Linked DNA regions of Gossypium arboreum: region 1 is linked to region 2. The links are chromatin contacts, called in public Hi-C maps. All regions are on one chromosome and are shown on one strand. Each heading gives the region's core, a stretch centred on a gene start, on an enhancer-like site or on the middle of the called end of the contact. The rest is flanking DNA. Distances are from core to core; before and after follow the strand shown.

What was found. Hi-C and Micro-C count contacts between places; a contact is called where the count stands out from the background.
Region 1: a Hi-C map of leaf shows a contact between it and region 2, with 3 times the contacts expected there. The contact joins the promoter of LOC108460884 here to the promoter of LOC108458527 in region 2. A contact is called at or near these places in 2 of 5 Hi-C or Micro-C datasets (both in leaf).

Annotation. Positions count from the first base shown.
Region 1 is chr4:17,477,776-17,482,309 of ASM2569848v2, reverse strand. LOC108460884 (phosphoinositide phospholipase C 2-like) reads right to left here and starts at 3,236. Exons shown (of 9, transcript XM_017760576.2): 1 at 2,713-3,236; 2 at 2,060-2,256; 3 at 1,765-1,900; 4 at 1,446-1,688; 5 at 1,147-1,367; 6 at 752-869; 7 at 279-422; 8 at 110-196. The coding sequence starts at 3,009.
Region 2 is chr4:17,308,351-17,312,836 of ASM2569848v2, reverse strand. It overlaps LOC108458527, which reads right to left and starts at 3,229. Exons shown (of 2, transcript XM_053026742.1): 1 at 3,212-3,229; 2 at 1,876-2,911. The coding sequence starts at 3,229. The coding sequence ends at 2,174. It overlaps LOC108460549, which reads left to right. Exons shown (of 5, transcript XM_017760074.2): 5 at 1-507. The coding sequence ends at 163.

The DNA of each region.
Region 1 (4,534 bases), core at 1,987-4,486, 170 kb before region 2:
AGCCTGATCAAATTTTCCGAGTGAAGATCTCCATTGTTACATTAAACCGAGTTCCGTAGGGTGAATCGAGAAATATAAAGCTTGCTTGAATTACAGTATATCGACTTACCCTCGTGTAAAAGTCTGGTGGTGAATACGCATCAAAATGGGTGTGATGGAAATCATAATACCATCCTTCTCCCATATACACAGTCACCTTTTGAAACCAAGAACAAGAAATCATAATCATTGACTGAATATTTTCAAAATCATCGATCCGACAGCAATCGCACACTCACCTTCAAAGTTGTTTTCACTGGTAACTTGATTTTCGGATCAAAGACTTCCACAGAGTTCAATAGAAAATCTGGCTTTTTCACATAACCACATCCCCCATTGGCTTTGAACATTCCATGCATCAACCATAAGGATCTTCCGAGACCCTATCATTCACCAACAGATAAGAATCTCACTATTTTTCAAAGGAAATTAGTAACAACATCAACTAAATAAAGCATTCATACAGTTTCCTTCTAATATCCATCTGGCTATCATGTCTTACATGACAGAACAAAGAACAAAATAGGCCCTGAAGCAGCTTTTCATGTTCTAATTGCCGGATCAAACATGAAATGGAACTTTATTTGAGCAATTGCTCATTAACCAAATAAGAACACTCTATGCTAGTATCATACATCTTTGTCACTCATAATTTTTTGTCATCGGGACAATAAACTGCAAAGCAGGAACAAAAAGGGAGTGGTGTGTAAACCTGCATATTAAATGCAACCATTTGAACTCCATGCATCCAGCCAATTAGTGGGTTGTAATTCGACGAGTCAAAACGAGTACTCTTCGGATACACCCGAAGAACATTCTGCCGGGTAAACCTGTAGCAGTATAATCAGAATATGAAATCAAAAGTTATAATGCACATTTCAGGCAATTAGAGTATAACACCATATCAATACTAGCTTACTAACACATGAAACAAAGCTTAAATCAAAAAAGAAAAAAATTTTGAATACAATAGATCAAACCATTCAATGATTTGTTAAGTAGTGAGGAAGTAAAAGCTCATGAATCCAGACAGATACGAATTCATTGTGCAAATAACCTCGGGATGATCTCTCATAAATCAAAATTGCTAAATCCTTTGCCAAATACCTTACAATTTGTTTTCCATGAGTTACTACAGCCTTTTCAAATTTTTGCTCACTCATGCTAAGACGTGTCACTTTATCAGGATCCACCCTTAGCCACGCATCTAATCCACCCTTGGGCTTCCCAGCAAGAATGCCGATTAAATGTTTATATTCTGGGGCTAGAGAATGCTGCGACTTTTCTCCATCATCTGTATCTTCCTCATCTTCTTCATCGAAATCATTCTGTCATAAGAGAAATCATGAAGAAAATGTAAATTCTATTGAAACAGCTAGTAAACCGCAATTTGTATCACCAGACACCTTGTAATTGGCTACATGACTGCCTTTAAGGTCCGGAACTTCATTTCCCCAAGCTTCTTCATCACTGGCCTTACCCCTTTGTGAATCATCCTCTTTATCCTTAACTTCTTTCGCCTCCAAGTATTCCTTTGGCGGTTTTGTAGATATGATTATGCGTCTCTTCAATGATTCTGGACAGGGGAACTCTTTGAAGCATTCCGGGCCAGGAGAAAACAAGATCTCTCCAAATGTTTGAGTGACCATCTAGAAGTTAGTCATAGAAGCGTAAATTATCGGAATATCAGACAATTAAATCCACATCAGAAGGACTGAGACTTACCTCAGCAACTTTAGCCTGAAGCTTTGGCGTAAGGTGATCTTCCAGAGTTATGACAACCGGATATTCTGAGGCTACAAAAGCATACTCTTTAATAGACCTCAAACACTTGATGAGTTCCACCGGAGTAGTCAATGTCCTACATGAAGGAAACATTCGTTATTCTCTCGGAAGCGGGGGACAGACATGGACTGCTCCTTCGAAACATACCAAAATATTGCAATGTAAGTATGACAAGTTGCGTAAAATTATCAAGGATAGATCCATTCAAGTAACTCTTTGCAGTTGAAGAACATACCCTCCATGAAGAACATCGACATCATCTTTCGTCGAATTCGGCCATATATCCAATTCTATCACCCGCACACCTCTCTTAAGTGCATTTATGATGGGGACATCACTGCACTCACTACTGAGTTGGTTCCCAGTAAGGTAAGAATTGTGACCAGTATATATGAAATAATGTGACAAAGGAGCACTCATATCATGGTGAACCTGAAATAAAACAAATGAACATGATAGCACAAAAAGAAGAAAACTAAAACAATTTGCTTTAGCAATCAAACAAGAAAGTGAGTTGGCCCCAACTTTTCGCACGGATCGGTATCATCACAGGACCTTCTTCAAAGCTACTAATCCAGTCACTAGACATTACAGCTTGCTGAGCTGAAAATAGGTATTAGTTTCATTTAAATCCCATAGAACCCAACACCAAAGTTTCCAACTAGAAACAATAAGGGTAAGCAAATTATCCTTTTTTAGTAAAGGTGAAAACTCAAAGAGGGAACAAACTTCAAATCACGTATAAAAATGTTCCACTTTGCTCCCAAAATTTTCACAGCATCCAAACAAAAACACAAATCAACTAATTTGGACGGAAGCATTCAAAGCCCAATTAATAAACCTAAAAAGGACAAAGGGCAATCCAAAGAGAGAGAGAAATATGATTACCCCAAGAGAAGCAAGAGGAGGATTAATATCACCAAAGAGGTACTTAAAAAAAGCTTCGAGGTTTACACCCTTTCTATGAAAATGTTTAACACTATCAATAATCTTCTGAGCATCTTCTCTGGTAGCCTTATCTTCTTTCTGAACCTCGACCAAGAACCTCTGCAGCCCATCAATGGTCATTATCCCATTCTCGGAGTATTGTTCGAACAGTTTCTTGATATCCTCTGGTGCCTCTGAAACTGCCAGCCTAAACCTCCTCTGGAAGCAGAAACAAACCCTGTAAGTTTGTTTGGACATTTGTTTTTTCTTACAATTCCCAAATATACAACTGGGAACCAGCAAATCTAGACTGTCTGATTTTGTTTAGTTTTTTAAGTGCAGGTTTCTTGCTGTTTCAACTTCTTGAAGACGATGATGAGTTTCATTTCCAGTAAAGATGGTTTACGACACTTCAGGGGATGTGATGGGATGGGACCAATATGTGAAAGCGGGTCGCACTCACATAGTTAAACATGTGGACCCCGAGCTGCCTGTATTTTATTGCATGAGCATAGTTTTTTACGTCTGAAAGGATCATTTTATCTCTAGGGGAAATTGCACATAAGATAATTAAATTATTAATAAAATTATATTTTGGTTAATTTTAAAATTATAACATAATTAATAATTTATTTGAAAGTTTTTATTTAAATCAGTAAATTATTTATTTTTATTTGAGTTATTGAGTTGTTATATATATATATATATTAAATTTGACTAATGAGCTCTAAATGATAATTTGATAAATGATAAGATAGATCAATATCTGATGACAAGTAAAAAATATTTCTTAGATCCAAGTCGATCCCATAATTACTGTTGGAGATTAAAGAATAAAATTGTTTAGATTTTAATTCGTAGATTTATAAGGTTTAAAGATGTTTCAAAAAAAATTAAATTGTAAAAAAGAGAGAGAATAAGAGTTTTTAATTAGTATAGACAGTATGAACAAAAAAGTCACACAATAATGATTTTAACAACTGAATAATTTAAGTAAAAAATTTTAAATAATTTAATGATCCTTTTATAACTTTTTCTAAATTAAATGAACAAAATTTAATTTATTTTACTATCGTGGGACTGCCAAAAGTCAAATGTGAAAAGTAAAGGGTTTATTCTACTCCAATCACAATGCAGGGAAAATGGTGATGTTTACAGTTAAAATAGGGTCATTTTCACTCTTCTGTGTCTCTATCTTAGGCAAGTAAAGAAAGGATTTATATTAAAATCAAATTGAAAACTTTTTAATTTCAGATTTATAGAATATAATTTGTCATGTCTTTGGTCTTCTTTTTGGAGGGATATACCGTTGCTGGGAATTATTATCCTTTCGCTTTTTTATATTTCTTTTTTCATGCTTTGTGCAACATATCTTTTTTTTTTTTTATTGTAAATTCAAAGTTGTTAGTCAATAAATTCATATCTTATCTTTATTTAAATTTTTAACATATTTACAGGACTCATAAAATCTAACACCTACACACAAAACACGACAGATCGAAAGAAACAGCTAACAGTTGTCACATTAACTTCTTATTGTCGGTATTTTCTTTTCAAAATCATTTAAGATCTTTTAGTCAACTTTTTCAATTTCATTACAACCAAACAATTTAGTAGAAACCCGCAATTTTGAAAGCACTCACTCTAAAACTCCTAAAATGTATTTGAAATTCTTGGAAATATATTATAATAATAAACAGTTCAACAATTATTTATTCTTATCAAGTACTTGTTGTATGCAATATGAAAGTAATATATGATTAGATATAATTATGATGTTCTA
Region 2 (4,486 bases), core at 1,980-4,479:
CAGAACAATTAGTGTCTTGGATTCCCCTCTTGCTACAAGCAGTAATGGTAGTTCAGAGCTTAGTGTGAATAATAATGGCCATTGTTTTGATGGGAGCGAAGTAGAAGATGATATTGGCAGCGAGAGAGTTGGTCGATCCCCTAGCCGTGTCCATGCCAGGTGATGGTCAGTGTGTACAACCATGAGAAATACCCATACATATTGTTTAAAATTCTACAAGATTTAACATTTGGAGGACGAAGGACGTATCGAGATCATTATTCTAATATCCATGTAAAGCTAATTAGATTTGTTTACTGCTGTGTAATTCACCATCTTTTGTATTATTAGGTAAAGCCAGGTGGATGGTAAAACATGTTTCTTCCCCAAATTCTACACGGTGAGTTGTTGTTGTGAAACTAGCTGCTTTGAAATGGTGAAAAAGCTTTGTCAATTGAAAACTAGAGTTCAGCGTATTTACCTTAATTCTTTTTTCCCAATTGGAATGAATTTGTTTATGACATAAAATCTGCTCAATCTTTGTCTTTTCTTTCAATAATCTGGATTTGGAATTTTCTTTCCCGAAGTCATGGAATATGACAGGTCGAACCGGCAAAGTAATCTGTCCAATCAGGTGAGTATAAAATAACTAAAAAATTTTGAATAGGTTAAAAATTGGTTTCTCGAGAAAGGATAGGTTTTTTATTTTATTTTATTTTATTTTATGTATATATTTGTAATTAATGAACTATCTCATAGAGCAAGCAATACCATTATACCAAATGCATTTATTTCAATACTAACTTTGTACGTTAAAAGATAAAATGAAAAAAGAAAAAAAAAACGAAGTTTTGATCCAGATTATTTAACGTTGCCCCCGTATAATCTTAAGGGTGTGAGTGTATATATTAAATATTTGATTCATAATATTAGTTCATTGTTTTCGTGGAGTGGAATTCAGAAGGACCTAATTTAGAACACTGTCCTCCATTAATGTATCACAACAGTAACTTGGATTTTGATTTTGATTCAAGTAATAGAATCACAATCACATAACCAAATCCTTAATTAGAAAGTTGTTTGAGAAGCTGTTGTTGTGTCAACAAAAGGTTGAAAGCTGATTGAGAACTTGTAGCATGTGAGGAGGCCCTTTCAGATTCCCCAATTTACAAGATATTTCAAAGGCTTTCTCAGCTGTATTATTGAATTGCAAGACTATTCAGCATTCAGAAAGAAGCATCCCAACTTGGTCTGGAAAGTGACTTTCACTCAAAACTATCATGTAAGAGAATATTTCTGAGTATGCTAGACTCTTAACAGCTGGACCACATCTAACCACCCATCTTTTGTTTTTGCAGTTTTTATCCCCACCCCACTTTTATGTTAATATATTTTAACTTTTCCCTGCCCCCAGTATTAGTTTATACTCCGACTTTGATCTCATCTTGCTAGCATTTTAGTAAATATAGAGGGATCAAAGGATTTTATTTAAACTTGTCTACCCAACTTCGAAAATTCTAATAACAACCCTAATTTATCTCACTCAAAACTTCATTTTTTTTTCAAAAATCCGTCTTTATAAAATCGGAGTGGATAAGATTCCAATGGGTTTGTAGGTCTTTTACCTCCTCAGAGAGGGTTGCAAAAAAGAATAATGTTAAAACTTTGAACCGGGGCATCCATCATAACTTGCATAATTCTTCATAAGATGAAGGCGTCTTCAGCTGAAATCTACAACAGAATTGTTTGGTGGATTCCTTCCTATGTAAACAAACGAATTCGTATGATGATGCAGAGTGGATACCCTTAGATTTAGACCAATATGTGCCTAGTTTCAAAACCTTATATTACGTGTATTAATTAATTATGTTTTTTTTTGACTAAAAGATTTGACTGGAGTTTTATTAATAAATAAACTATCAAACAGAACTGGGCTAAGTCCATAATAGAAGCCCTACTAAAATTCCAAGCCTGCACAGATAGCAAAGCCGACCTAATAAAAAACTAGTCCATGAATCTTAAATATAAAATCAAAACAGGAAACCTAATAGTATCTTATCCAGTCAAATCACCAGTTGGGTCTTCAGTATGTTGTCGTTTCACATCCTCTCTAGCATTATGACGGTAGCAATTTCTAAGGGAAGCAATTTATTTCCTACTACCTTTCCAAACGGTCCTTCACCTTTATTTTCTTTCAATCCGGTTCTCTTGGGCTCCTCTCCTCCGATGCTTGACGATCAAAATCTGGAAGCCCTCCTACCAGGTAATGGTTAACTTCTCTCTTCAACGCTTCTTTTGCCAGAGCATGAGCATAAAAATTTTCTTTGTTGGGTATGAAATGGAACTTTATCTCTTGAAATCTGCCTTTCTTATGCTGAATATCTCTGATGATTGCACCGATGTTCAATTTGTCTATCTCTATGTTCTGGCATTTTTTAATTACTGTCTTTGAATCTCCCACAATTTCCAGTTTGTTTAGACCCATTAATAACCCTAACTTGACTGCTTGTAACCCTGCATGCACTTCTGCTATAAATGGATTTGCGATTTCGGAGTGGATGGTCGTTTTTGATGCAAGAATTTGTCCTTCCTCGTCTCGTACAAACAGTCCTGATGCCGATCTGAAGGCTTGTTGGTCAATGGCCGCGTCAAAGTAAATTGTGACTCCTGATCTTCTTCTTTCCTGTACAGCGCTTCCATTAGACTGAACGATAAGTCTCTTTTCTTTAATCTCGTTCAACTCAGAAATATAACTGTAAGTTTGTTTCGCAATGGCCCTCCTTGATACATTTATTTTATCATATATTAACCGATTTCTATTGAACCAAACTAGCCAAAGGCCGCAGCAAAAATAACGAATCTGTTCAGTCGTTCCTTGGCTAAAGACCCAGGTAAGCCATTCCCATATATTCTGGTGATTACGATTAAGTACCTATGAGAGCTTTAAATGATTCCAAACCTCTCTTGTCATAGGACACTGCTGAAAAATATGATAACTATCTTCCTCATTTTGTCGGCATTGAGGGCAAAGGGCGTTAGCTACTGCTTTCTTCTACTTGAGGTTGACTAATGAAGGAATGAAATTTCAAGATATTCTCCATACTGTTAATGTAACTTTTGAAGGGATGTGTAGCTTCCACAATTTTCTGTAAAAGTTATTAGTCTCGGTCTGTAAATTAATATTTCTAGGATCTTTGCTAGTCTCTTGTAATAGTTTATAGGCACTCCTTACCGATAATTCCCTTGACATCCCCCCTCCAAACTTGGAAGTCCTCGTGTGCTAGCTCTGCGAGTGGAATTTGCAAAATTTTTCTCGCAATTTCTGGTTGAAAGGTAGCAATTGCAACATCTGTATTCCAACTTCTATTGTTAGTTTCTATTAAATTTGATACTAACTTGATATTTTCTTGATTTCCATGATGTTGCAAACGATCTGTTTCGTTTCTTGATATCCACAATGTTAGAAAATTTGGACATCACATATATAATAAGGATAATTACATATTATTTATTATCATGATAGGTTAGCTTAAATTAAAAGTGATCTAATTTGGTTAGAATTTTATTGGGCTTTTAATTATTAAATAAAGTATGGGTCAAATATGTGTAGATACTCTTCTAATCAAATTCTAATTAATAATGGGTTAATTAGAATTTAATTAAAACTAATATGCTAAGGTTATAAATATTAGGGTTATGGTCCCTAAATTATACATAAAATATCTTTTTTAATATCCCATCATTAGGAAAGAGAGAGCAGATATTCTCCGAATTTCTTGTGTGTAATTTGAAAGATTAAATCTCCAAGTTCCAAAAAGTTTTAAGGAATCCATGGATTCAGGTATGCTTCTACATCTAGTTTTGTTCTTGATTTATTCTTAATGATTTGACATGACAGATCCTGGTTTATTAAGTTATATTGTAGATTTATTTTATAAATTCTAACAAGTGGCATTCGAGCCTCGTCATATCGAATCATTGGGAATTGATTCAGGTTCTTCATTTGAATAATTGATTCATGAAATTTCATGGGTTTTATATTTCGGATATATATGTTATTTTTGAAGATTTATATTAAAGTTTTTATTATCTTGAATTCATATAAAAAAATTCGGTGATTTTCAAATTAATAGATTCAATTATAAAGTTTAAAATATTTGTGTAATATTATTTGACACCTACGTTTTTAAGCTTTATTTGAAAATATTGCGATTCAGCCTGTGTATTTGTAAGGCATGTGATTATTATTATTTTAATCCATATGACATTTAAATATATATATTGAAATTGATTCATATATATGTTTTGTTTGTTTATATAAATATATAATATATGCATGCTTTGATTGGTTTAATGTTTTGGAAAATTATATAAATATATATGTTTTATCTTTTAATTTGATTGAAAGATGAAATTAAGGTAAATATTTTGGAACAAATAAATTTAGATTTTGGCTTTTAATTAAGGATATCTAATATTTTAAATAAATTAGTTGAAACAAAAAGCC